Linked DNA regions of Zea mays: region 2 is linked to region 1. Evidence: chromatin contacts called from public Hi-C data. All regions are on one chromosome and are shown on one strand. The core of a region is the stretch at or near the end of the contact, and the rest is flanking DNA. Distances in the headings are between cores, read along the strand shown.

The links. A called contact is a pair of places that touch in the nucleus more often than the background predicts.
Region 2: a Hi-C map of ear shows a contact between it and region 1, with 2.2 times the contacts expected there. The contact joins the promoter of LOC100277924 here to the promoter of LOC100191611 in region 1. A contact is called at or near these places in 2 of 25 Hi-C or Micro-C datasets (ear and tassel).

Annotation. Positions count from the first base shown.
Region 1 is chr2:209,884,928-209,890,082 of Zm-B73-REFERENCE-NAM-5.0, forward strand. It overlaps LOC100191611, which reads left to right and starts at 2,446. Exons shown (of 7, transcript NM_001357843.2): 1 at 2,446-3,055; 2 at 3,723-4,203. The coding sequence starts at 2,537. It also overlaps the pseudogene LOC111590978.
Region 2 is chr2:210,206,298-210,211,452 of Zm-B73-REFERENCE-NAM-5.0, forward strand. LOC100277924 reads left to right here and starts at 2,630. Exons shown (of 2, transcript XM_008669496.4): 1 at 2,630-4,228; 2 at 4,684-5,155. The coding sequence starts at 4,687.

The sequences.
Region 1 (5,155 bases), core at 1,196-3,695:
GGAATAAGAGGCAAAGTAGTGGCGCTGCGTGTGGGATCCCGACAACGCGATGAACTAACGAGTGACGAGAAGATAAGGTGACACTGGTAGCGGACAGGTCTAGTCACCCACTACCGATCCAGTCATGATCAAAGGAGCTATCGAGCCACGAGTAGGTCGAGTAGCTAGCCGCTAGAGGAAGGAATCGAACTACTTGTATGGAGAGCGGGCTGAGCAATGAACTGTCGAGAAATAGTTAGATTAAAACTATGTTTCATTAGATTTGGTTGTACCTTTATATAAAAGTTTTTTTTATTTTGATGTATATCTAAATATAGGTATAAAAGCATATAAAAATTGAGGTGGGGCCGTGGCCCCCTTTGCCCCACCCTTGGATCCGCCTCTGACCATCACCAAAACAAAGTCATATTTAGCTTAACAAACACCTACTACCCATGGTACGCGAGTTTCCTGCCGGTCCTCTGCAACAAAGAAAGAGAGTCACCGGTTGTTTATGCTAGTATAAGAAAAGGCAGCTTTTTTTTGTCTAGTTCCTATTCTTCACTTTTTTTCGCAGACCAGCAGCTTTGACCACGCACTTACCATACCAATCATGAAATGTTTGAAGCTAGACAACTCGTTTTTCTCCCCCACAGTCAACTTACCAATCATTAAAAAAGATGGTCCCATCAACTTCGTCCCAATCGAAATGGAAAAGTAAACAGCTTGTTCGCTGCGGCTTGCTGCGGCTGCAATCCGTCTGCGGCTGCGGCTTCTACAGTGTCGGCTTGTAGCCAGCCGAACACGCCCAAAGAGAGAGAGACCTAACCAAAATCCATCCGTCGAAACTTTGAAGGCTGGATAAAACGCTTGACCGCAGCATGTTCTAAACATGCGTCTCAATCGGAGAACCAAAGTGCATAGCTCGTGTCTCACATTCGCATTCGCAACTCGTTCAAGCACACTATCTTAGACCTACGGGGCTTAATTAAAATAACAAAACGCTTGATTATTTGGACGTCTTTTACAAATGCGGTGCCATTTGAACTGAGAAGCCCGACGGCGGGACCTCAAAGAAACGCTCAGTTTGGAAGGAATTAAAAGACGCCGGCCGGTGTTTCAACTAGTGGGGGTGGACCCAGGATTAATTTACTACATCGCAGCTTATGCCGTGTCAAAAAAGTTATGTATAATTTTGTTCTAATATCCGTGTATTGCGACGGTACCCAACTATATTTAAAGATATTGATTCAGTGACTAAGGGATACTTAATAGTCTTAATAGACCCTCCACATAAAAATATTCACAATAAATGAATTTAATGTCACAATGAACATATTGTTCCAGACATTGAACTGGTAAAACAGATATTACACTTGATTTTAGTCAAAAGACTAAAAATGAGTTTAAAAGGAACCTCTATGCTCGAATTAAATTATAGACAATGTCTTGGCTTCGGACTTAAGAGCGAGAAGATAATGTAGATCTGATCTCCTAACCAAAATCATCATTGGGATTTCATCGGTAACACATGCACTCCCCTTTTTGAAATGGATTGTAGGACATTCTGGTCGTGTGTGGTTCTAACAGATTTTGTGTATATGAGATAATGTATAGGTGGCACTTTATTTTAACGCTAAATCTTATATTTCATACTAATACAACAAGGTATATACAGGATAAAACATAGCCAGACTAGCAAAGTCATACCAGATCCGGTAGATCCCAAAAAGAGAAGCTGCTATAGACAGTCATATGATAAATGAAGGTATAACACCATGTGCAATCCTTTGTGATACATAACATATATTCTTATACACAATCAACATGATATCTTCCATCTCTCCCTTGTACTCACTCTTGTAGTCATTACACATCAACAAACTATTTGCAAAAACAACTTTCAGTACAACTAATAGTTTCCTCTCTTTTGTTCACATGTATTTATTTTTTGCGCGCCTATCAAAAGCACCATCAGTTTTGAACCATGAATGTTTCCATGTAAATATAAACTAACGGTTGCCCTCTCTGTGAATCTGTATATATTGACACAACGCTTGTAGACACATTTTTGCTAGCTCTTGATACACGCTGGTTGAATGCTACTTAATATATATTGTAGTCTCAATTCACTCTACAACAGATATGAACTATCGAAAACAACGTAATATACTTACATTTTGTTTTATACCTATGTGTTTATGGACTCATAATATGTTTAGATTTGGTTCCATACTTACATACTTATGTGACCAACACAAAAAGGGAGAAAAAGACTACTCTCCCTGTATAAGGTTATACACGCTTCCACCAAAAAATCTTACGTCACATCTGGTCAAGCGCGCTGCGCGCATGAGAGGGCTACCACGAACCGAATGGCGGAGGGCTGCAGGAGCCAAGATTTTGACGCGGCGGCCCGGCCCATATGAGCCCCGGCCCGCCCACGCGCTCCGGGCTCCGCGGCCTCCGCCTCGTTTTTACCGCATAAAGATTCGAAAGCCCTCCTCTCTCGCTTTCGTCTCCACGCCTAGGGTTTCTCTGCCTCGCCGGGGAAGCGATGCAGCCGCTGCACCAACCGCCGATGAACGGGCAACACGGCCCGCCTCCTCCGCAGGGATCCGGGGTTCCCACGGCTTCGCAGCAGCAGGCGCCACCGCCGTCGTACTACCAGCAGCAGCAGCAGCAGCAGCAGGGGCCACCGCCTCAGTACTACCAGCAGGGTCCCCCACAGCCGTGGGCGCAGCAGCAACAGTACGCTCCACCGCCGCCGCAGTACCCGCCTCAGATGCAGCAGTACGCTCCACCACCGCAGCAGTACGCCCCTCCGCCGCAGCAGCAGTACGCCGCTCCGCCGCAGCAGCAGTACGCCGCTCCGCCGCCGCAGTACGCGCCTCCGCCGCCGCAGTACGCGCCTCCGCCGCAGCAGTACGCGCAGCCGCCGCAGTACGCGCAGCCACCGCAGTATGGGACAACGCCGGGAAGCGGTGAGGTCAGGACCCTGTGGATTGGAGATCTTCAGTACTGGATGGACGAGAACTATCTCCACTACAACGCCTTCGCGCCTGTGGCCCAGCAGGTGATTCTTCTCTCTATCTCCCCTACCTAAAAGCCGTGACATTGGGAATTTTAGAGTGACCCTTGTACGATTGGTTTGGCTAATTTGGTTTTGATATTCTCGCGGCTGTAGGTGCTATACTGTTTATTTATTATGTTTTCTGTTAGGGTACCCTTTCTGTTATAGCATTGTATATTAGATCATCTAGTCTAGTTTATTCTCATAGGAGCTAAGGGGCGCCATGTCTTGCATGGTTATATGCTATTTCAACCAACGTGTTAGGTTTTAGGCCCAGAAACATGCATACGACTATGATTGTAAGCTGTAGGCACAGATGCCAGTTTTTTTTCTGTTGTTAACTTTTAATGCTTATCTCTGCCATGCATAATGAGCAAGCATCTCTTCATGAACTGATAATAAGTCATTCTTTAGGTGAGCACATTGACTTATTTTCAATGAACTTATACCAAGGTTTCGTAAGGCAGGTGCTATAGTTTCCATGTTATTCTTGTTGCTAGTTCATATATACTATTTGATTTTGCAAATTTGGAAGTTGAATGTACGATTACATAATATATAAGTCCGTTTTGATGTATTTTAGTTGATCTACTTTGCTTGTTCTCTAATGGAATCCTAATTCTTTTGTTAAATTATTTATTGTTGGACTAATACTCTCAAGTAACTGTAGATTGCCTCTGTGAAAATTATACGGAACAAGCAGACTGGGCACTCAGAAGGTTATGGTTTTATTGAGTTTTACTCTCAAGCCGCTGCAGAACATACTCTGATGAACTTCAATGGGCAGATGATGCCGAATATTGAGATGGCTTTTAAGCTGAATTGGGCTTCTGCTAGCACTGGGGATAAGCGTGGAGATAATGGTTCTGACCATGCAATATTTGTTGGTGATTTGGCCCCTGATGTTACGGACTCCATGTTGGAAGATGTGTTCAGAGCTAACTATCCTTCAGTTAGAGGAGCTAAAGTTGTTGTTGATAGGATCACTGGACGGCCTAAAGGATATGGGTTCGTGCATTTTGGAGATCTGAATGAGCAGGCACGTGCTATGACCGAGATGAATGGAATGATGTTATCTACAAGGAAAATGAGGATTGGGGCTGCAGCTAGCAAGAAGAATACAGATGCTCAGCAGACATATGCAACTAATGGTTTGTGCTTGTGGAACATCTTCCCATTGGTTTAAAAAATTATTTTCTATTGTTTTATACTTGCTTGTTTAGGATCCTGCAGGGTCCTGATTATTGGAGCATCTAAGTGCATCTCTGTATCTTGGAAACTAAACCCCTATACATATTCTGGTTTATTTTTTCCATTTTCTTGCTGGATGATAGTGTTTCCATAACAGTTTTCTTTCTAGTCATTCCATCGCAGCGTAGCTGGCATAGCTTCTTTCTGTAAACAGACATTTCCTTCCAGCTCTTTCCGTTCCAAGTCTAAGATTGGAATAACTTAACACAACAAAGTAATAAAACCACTGAACAAAATTCGTGTTTCTCAAAGCAGGATGCCATGCCATCTGCATTTAGGGCCTGGAAATGTCTTCAGATGTCTCCTGTAACCTGTGACTCGGTTAGGTCAGTGTTTTCATTTTGTGAGATTTTGGTTCTAAAGTACTTTAGAGGGCTAACTATGCTATATATTTGTACTTTCCCTCAGACATCAATTTATCTGGCTTACTTTCCAGTCCTCCAACGCTTTCAGTTTAATTTGAAAAAATACTTCCCATCATGTTCCACTACTTGTGATAGCTAACATGTATAATTTTTATATGGGGTTTGTAATGTTTTTTATATATTCCTTTTTCCCTCGTCTTTGGTTTTGGATTTGGATTGGATTTTTATATCTGCACCTATGTCACCTGGAACATGTTTGTTTGGTCCACATTGTTCTGTATAGTGCAGGAAGCTCTTAATTTCATCTGTAGCTTATCTGGTCTCCCCAATGTACCATTTTTATAATGGCACTACAAATTCTCCTGTGGTGCAGAAAATATTCATTTTTCTGTTCAACTCTCCGCTGCTTGTGCCTGCACTTATGCATTTTATCTGGTTTATTTCATGCTGCAGATTCTATTTGCTTTTATCTCATTAATCTGTCCTG
Region 2 (5,155 bases), core at 1,380-3,879, 320 kb after region 1:
TGATCGGCCTCCCTTATATTATATTCCTGGCTCCACCCCTGTTTGAAGTACATAATACGTAACAAGGACATGCATGCGTTAGCACTTCATATTACCAAGGGTCCTAAACAATTTATTGGAATGTTTCACTGGCCATTCGGGGGCATCAAAGAAGTGATTGAAAGAAAGAAAGAAAAAGAACAGACCATTTTTCAACTAGTGGAAGTCATGTAATTTTCAGCAATTACACTAGAGTGAAGTTGGTGAAGTACTACCCTTTGATGGTCTCTACCAAAATAGTGAACCTGGCCCCTGGGTTCATCAATTTAATGAATCTAAAATTGCACAAAACTAGATCGTTTGCCTAACTTATCGTAAAGTAAAATTGTTTTAGTGAATGTGAAGGTGCTAGAGTTATTCCAAGTAGACCTTAAGACAATAATGCAACTACGCTATAACAAGCTAGTTTACTCAACTCACCCAAATTTGTTTATTTTATTTGAATCCACAACTGTTTTAATTTGTAGCGGTAGAATAATAATGTAAACTATATTCAGTGTTCGTCAAACCTGACATATTCAACATTAGGTAGGAGTACAAAATTCGCTTAAAAAAGCTCAGCACATATCCTGCGGGGAACAGGAATCATGGGCGTGTTCCGCGTCGATGGGGACAATAGCGCACGCTCTGTGGTACACCACTCGACGCCACCTATTTTTAACGTGTTGTCTAGAAAAAAAACTATCTTGACTGTCCTCCTTTCTCAACTTTTTATATAAATAAGAGCTCCTTTTCAGACGTTCTAAACCATGTTGCTCTGTCCGTTTTAAAATATTTGATCTATATTATTTAAATTTTATCATAAATTACATGAGCCAGGCGCAAACGACTAAAGTCGTCTATTTGAGACCGTCTATTATCATCATATACTCTAAATTATAAAGGAGATTCTCATCTTCTACGGGAGTGTTTGGTTTGAGAAATCACTTCATCTAAGATGAAGTGGTGCACCATAAGTCCATTAATCAAATTTTGTGGGATGATTATAATCCTCATGTTACTACTAACTAATTATGAGGAATTGAGTGATAATGGATCAACTAATTATATTCCACAAACTAAAACAAAAAAGTGAGGAGTGAGAAAATGATATACTAGCTTATTCTTGAAACTAAACACTCTATATGTGTCCTCTAAATGATTCTCTAAATTCAGAGGACGCTATATATATATATATATAGAGAGTTTATCTCCTCTATCCTCTATCTATTTTAATACTTTAAACAATAGATTTACTAGAACTAAAATATGTATAGTACATTTAAGAGTATAATAAATACGTATGTATAAAAATTTAAAATAAAATATATATCTAATATAGTTATTTACGTCTTTTATACGAGACGTCGCTGGATAGGAATAAGATATAGAGAAGAGAATTTTTTAGAGAATATTGTAATGAATAGATATAGAAAATAAATATAGAAGACGTTGCTATAGATAATATGAGCGGAGAGAGTATACATGCGTGGAATCTTGTGAAAGAGCATCTTTGCTTCGTTACGTCGACATGCGTACTCATGAAAACTCGCAAAGCATCATAGCTAGCGTGTGACTGTGAGTCTCCGGAGATATTCCTTCCCAACCAAATTACAGTACTAACCCTGTATCATCGTGATACATGTCTTTACATTTATGCATTTAGGACTTATTTGGAAGAAATAGTATTGGAGTAGATTGAAGGGGTTATAATATTTTGTTATTCAAAATTGAATAACAAAAGATTATAGCCCCTTAATCCTCCCCAATACTCTTATTTTCAAACAAGCCTTAAGATATATTTAAAGACATAGCTCAATACATCTATTTTTGTGTATACGTTATGATACTTCCTGGGGATAAGACTCTTCTTGGCCTTGGATATCACATTGATTACTGGGCGTACCATGCATGTGCTATGTTTGGTTTGCGCCGTTAATGCTGGTCAACGGCTTAACGCACAACTGCACAAGTTTTTCTTTTATTTTTTTAATTCTCTTCTCTGCCTCTCTGGCATATACACGTGTACAAATAACATGAACCCAGTTAATGCGGCATTAGTCCAAATGGCACAGAGTTCCAAATTATTGAAGGTACTGCTTCCGTCACTTACCATTAGAACATGGTAATATGTCTCCAATACATATACTGTCTGATTGGCTTGCTGCGAACGTCCACCCAGACTCCTGCGAGAATCAGGTCGACTGGATACGAACATTTCCGGTGCATCTAGTGGTCACAAAATAGATATTGTACATCTGCTCATGTAACTCGCGCATCTCGTATAAAGGCAACCAAACAAATGCTAAACGAAAGCCTATGCACACGGTGGTCTAGAACGAGATAGTATGAGCAATCAATCACACGGTGCTTTGACTAGCAACATCTATGCAAAACAATATGTTATCTTAAACCACTACATTGATATTATATAAACATGTCCACAATCATCAGTACGATAGCACTAATAATGGATCGTCAGTTTTATATAATTTAGATATTCTTTTTTTAGATTACGTAGTATAAGTGCATAACGCATATGCTCGTACACTCATTTTTTTCTATAAACGTACACGCTCAAATTTCACTAATCGGTAAATTCTTAACAAAGTCGCCACAAAAAAATCTCGTTATTACCAATGGCTCTCGTGGCTACAAACCCTTTCGCATTTGGACAGTGGTTATTAAAGCAAAAAACAAAAAGGAAAAGAAGGTTTGCCTTATGATTGCTAACAAGACGAAGAAGAAAGATACCTTCGCAGCGACACATGTACGTAGAATTAGAAAAAAAAAATGTAAGACGGCCTTTCACAACCTTTTCCAAACAGTATATACTAAGCCGGCCTGTTAAATAAATAAAGGCAAAACAAAAAAAACGGTTCACGCACGATGTGACAGGACATCTAGTGAAGACAAATGTGGTCAGAGGAGGCTCCCCAACCCCGAGGAGGAAGAAGGGGCAGCAGCATTTACAAGGCAGAGGGGGGACACGAGGAGAGTTGCGCTCCTCAAGTCACGGCAGCAGGCCCTCACTTGACTTCAATTCTGCGCAGAAGAGCAGAAGTCTGCGGCCCCTCCGTTCCTCCAGCTCCAGTCCCAGTCCCAGTCCCAGGTATGGCTCGTGTGATCAGTTTCTAGCTTCCCTGCGTGATCTGCTCCACGTAACGAGCGCATATGCTCTTGGCGAGTCAAGGTTAGTATATTTCTGTGGGAAATGTACCACCAGTCGAAGCTCGTCCAGCGGGTGAATGCTGCAGATTTGCTGTCCGAATCTGGATTGTTCTATGCCATTTCTCCCAACTTTTTTTGCTCCTCTCTCCCCTGTCTCTCGGTGTTGCCGATTACTGAGCCTTCCGTGCCTGAGGGACTGAACTAACAAAGTACTGAATGGTTGTAAGTGCATTCTCGTAGTTCTATGCATCTTGCTGTGCCTGATGGAGGACCTCAACTAATCTGTCTCAGATCAGAGCCCTGCCCTTGTATTCTCCTCCAATCTTCCTTCTGAGTTTTGGCTTGCGATCTTATTTATGGTGGTGGCCAAGGAAACGGAAACACTGCAGGCCGGAAGCCTGTTCCAAATCCATGTTCCAGCGCTTGCTTGTTCCATCCCAGTTTACATACATATCTATAGGATAGAGGAGTGAAGCCGCAGTTTTTGGTTTACCCATTAGATTACTCCCCCTCAGGAAGGAACCCCAGTGGCTGGAATTAAAAAAGCGAGCAAGAATCCAAGGGGCAGAAAGGGGTCAGGGGATGCTAGGTTCTTTGCTTTGTTAGGTTGGCCGTTAGCACATCCCATGAGCAAGAGAAGTGATTCTGGATGCTTGCCACCAGCTGTTTCTGCTCTTGGAGGCGAACCATTTTGATCAGCACAGCTTCTCTTTCCTAGGAGGTGAATTGGTGGAAAGAAAGGGCAAGGCAAGGCCATCCACACAATAAACACGCGTCCCCTCAAAAGTTGGCATCAGGGAGGAAATTGGGGCAGAAAGGAGGGGACGAAAAGGAGGGGAGCAGCCGAGGGCATCTATCTTTACACCTCTGTTTGTTGGTAGCATCGTCCACCACTCCCTCCACTCAGAAAGAAGCCACACGCAGACGGCACATCGCTTTCCATGGTCGCCTCCCATTAAAACACCTGTTATGACAGCTTCTTCCGGCATCGTTGAGATCTCCCAATCTATGTGAAACACTCGTCACCGCTACATTAACTGTAAGTGTTAAGTTAGCTGATCAATGGTGCATTTCCAACAAACGCAGTATGTTTTTCACTGTCTAAATACCCAACAGGGTCATGTCATTCCAACCAGATGCTGTTTTCTGCAAAAAAAATAAAATGAGTATCAAAAAGGTGTGATAAATGTTGTTTGGGGTATCATATTCGTTGAAATAAGAACATATATGAAATGTCTGCTGCATTTGCTTGTGCGGTTTTAGGCTATAGCCATCTGCATTTGCTTTGCCATGACTCTTGAATTAGGAACACAGGTGGGTTGACACTGTGCTGTCATGGCGGTTGAGTCATTGACTCTCTTTGTTTTATCGAACAGCAATCATGCGCGGCAATCGCCTGCAATACCCTTCTCTTCCTGCGTCTGCAGTCACACTACCTGTATCTGTATGTACGGAAACTAACCAGTCGCCAGCCTTCTCATCTGGCTGAAACAGACCATGCCTTGCGCCGCCACCGAGCTCGTCCATGGCGAGGGAGGCACGGTCAAGGTAGGCACAACGGGCACCATCGGCTCGCTCATGACAAGGGAGCTGGACTCCACCAAGGTGGCGGCGCCGCAGGCAGCCGCGGCCGCGGCCGCGGGCGCCCCACCGCTGAGGCGCCAAGGCGGCCCGGTCTCGGTGCCGTGTGGCGCCACCACTCCCCGGAAGCTCATGCTGAGGAAGAGCTCGTCCGACGTCTCCAGCAGCAGCAGCAGCAACAGAACCGGCCGCGTGGGCACCGAAGAGGCGTGCAAGCCGAGGAGGGCCTCGCGGACGAACACCTTCGACTCACCGATGCTGCGGCCCGACGGCGGCGCGCTGGTGGACCGGGCCCCGAGCGCCGGCAGGGCGAAGAAGAAGGGGACGAGCGTGGGCGTGCACGGCGGCGGGGTCCAGGTGGTGGACGTCAAGTGCGGCAACCCGA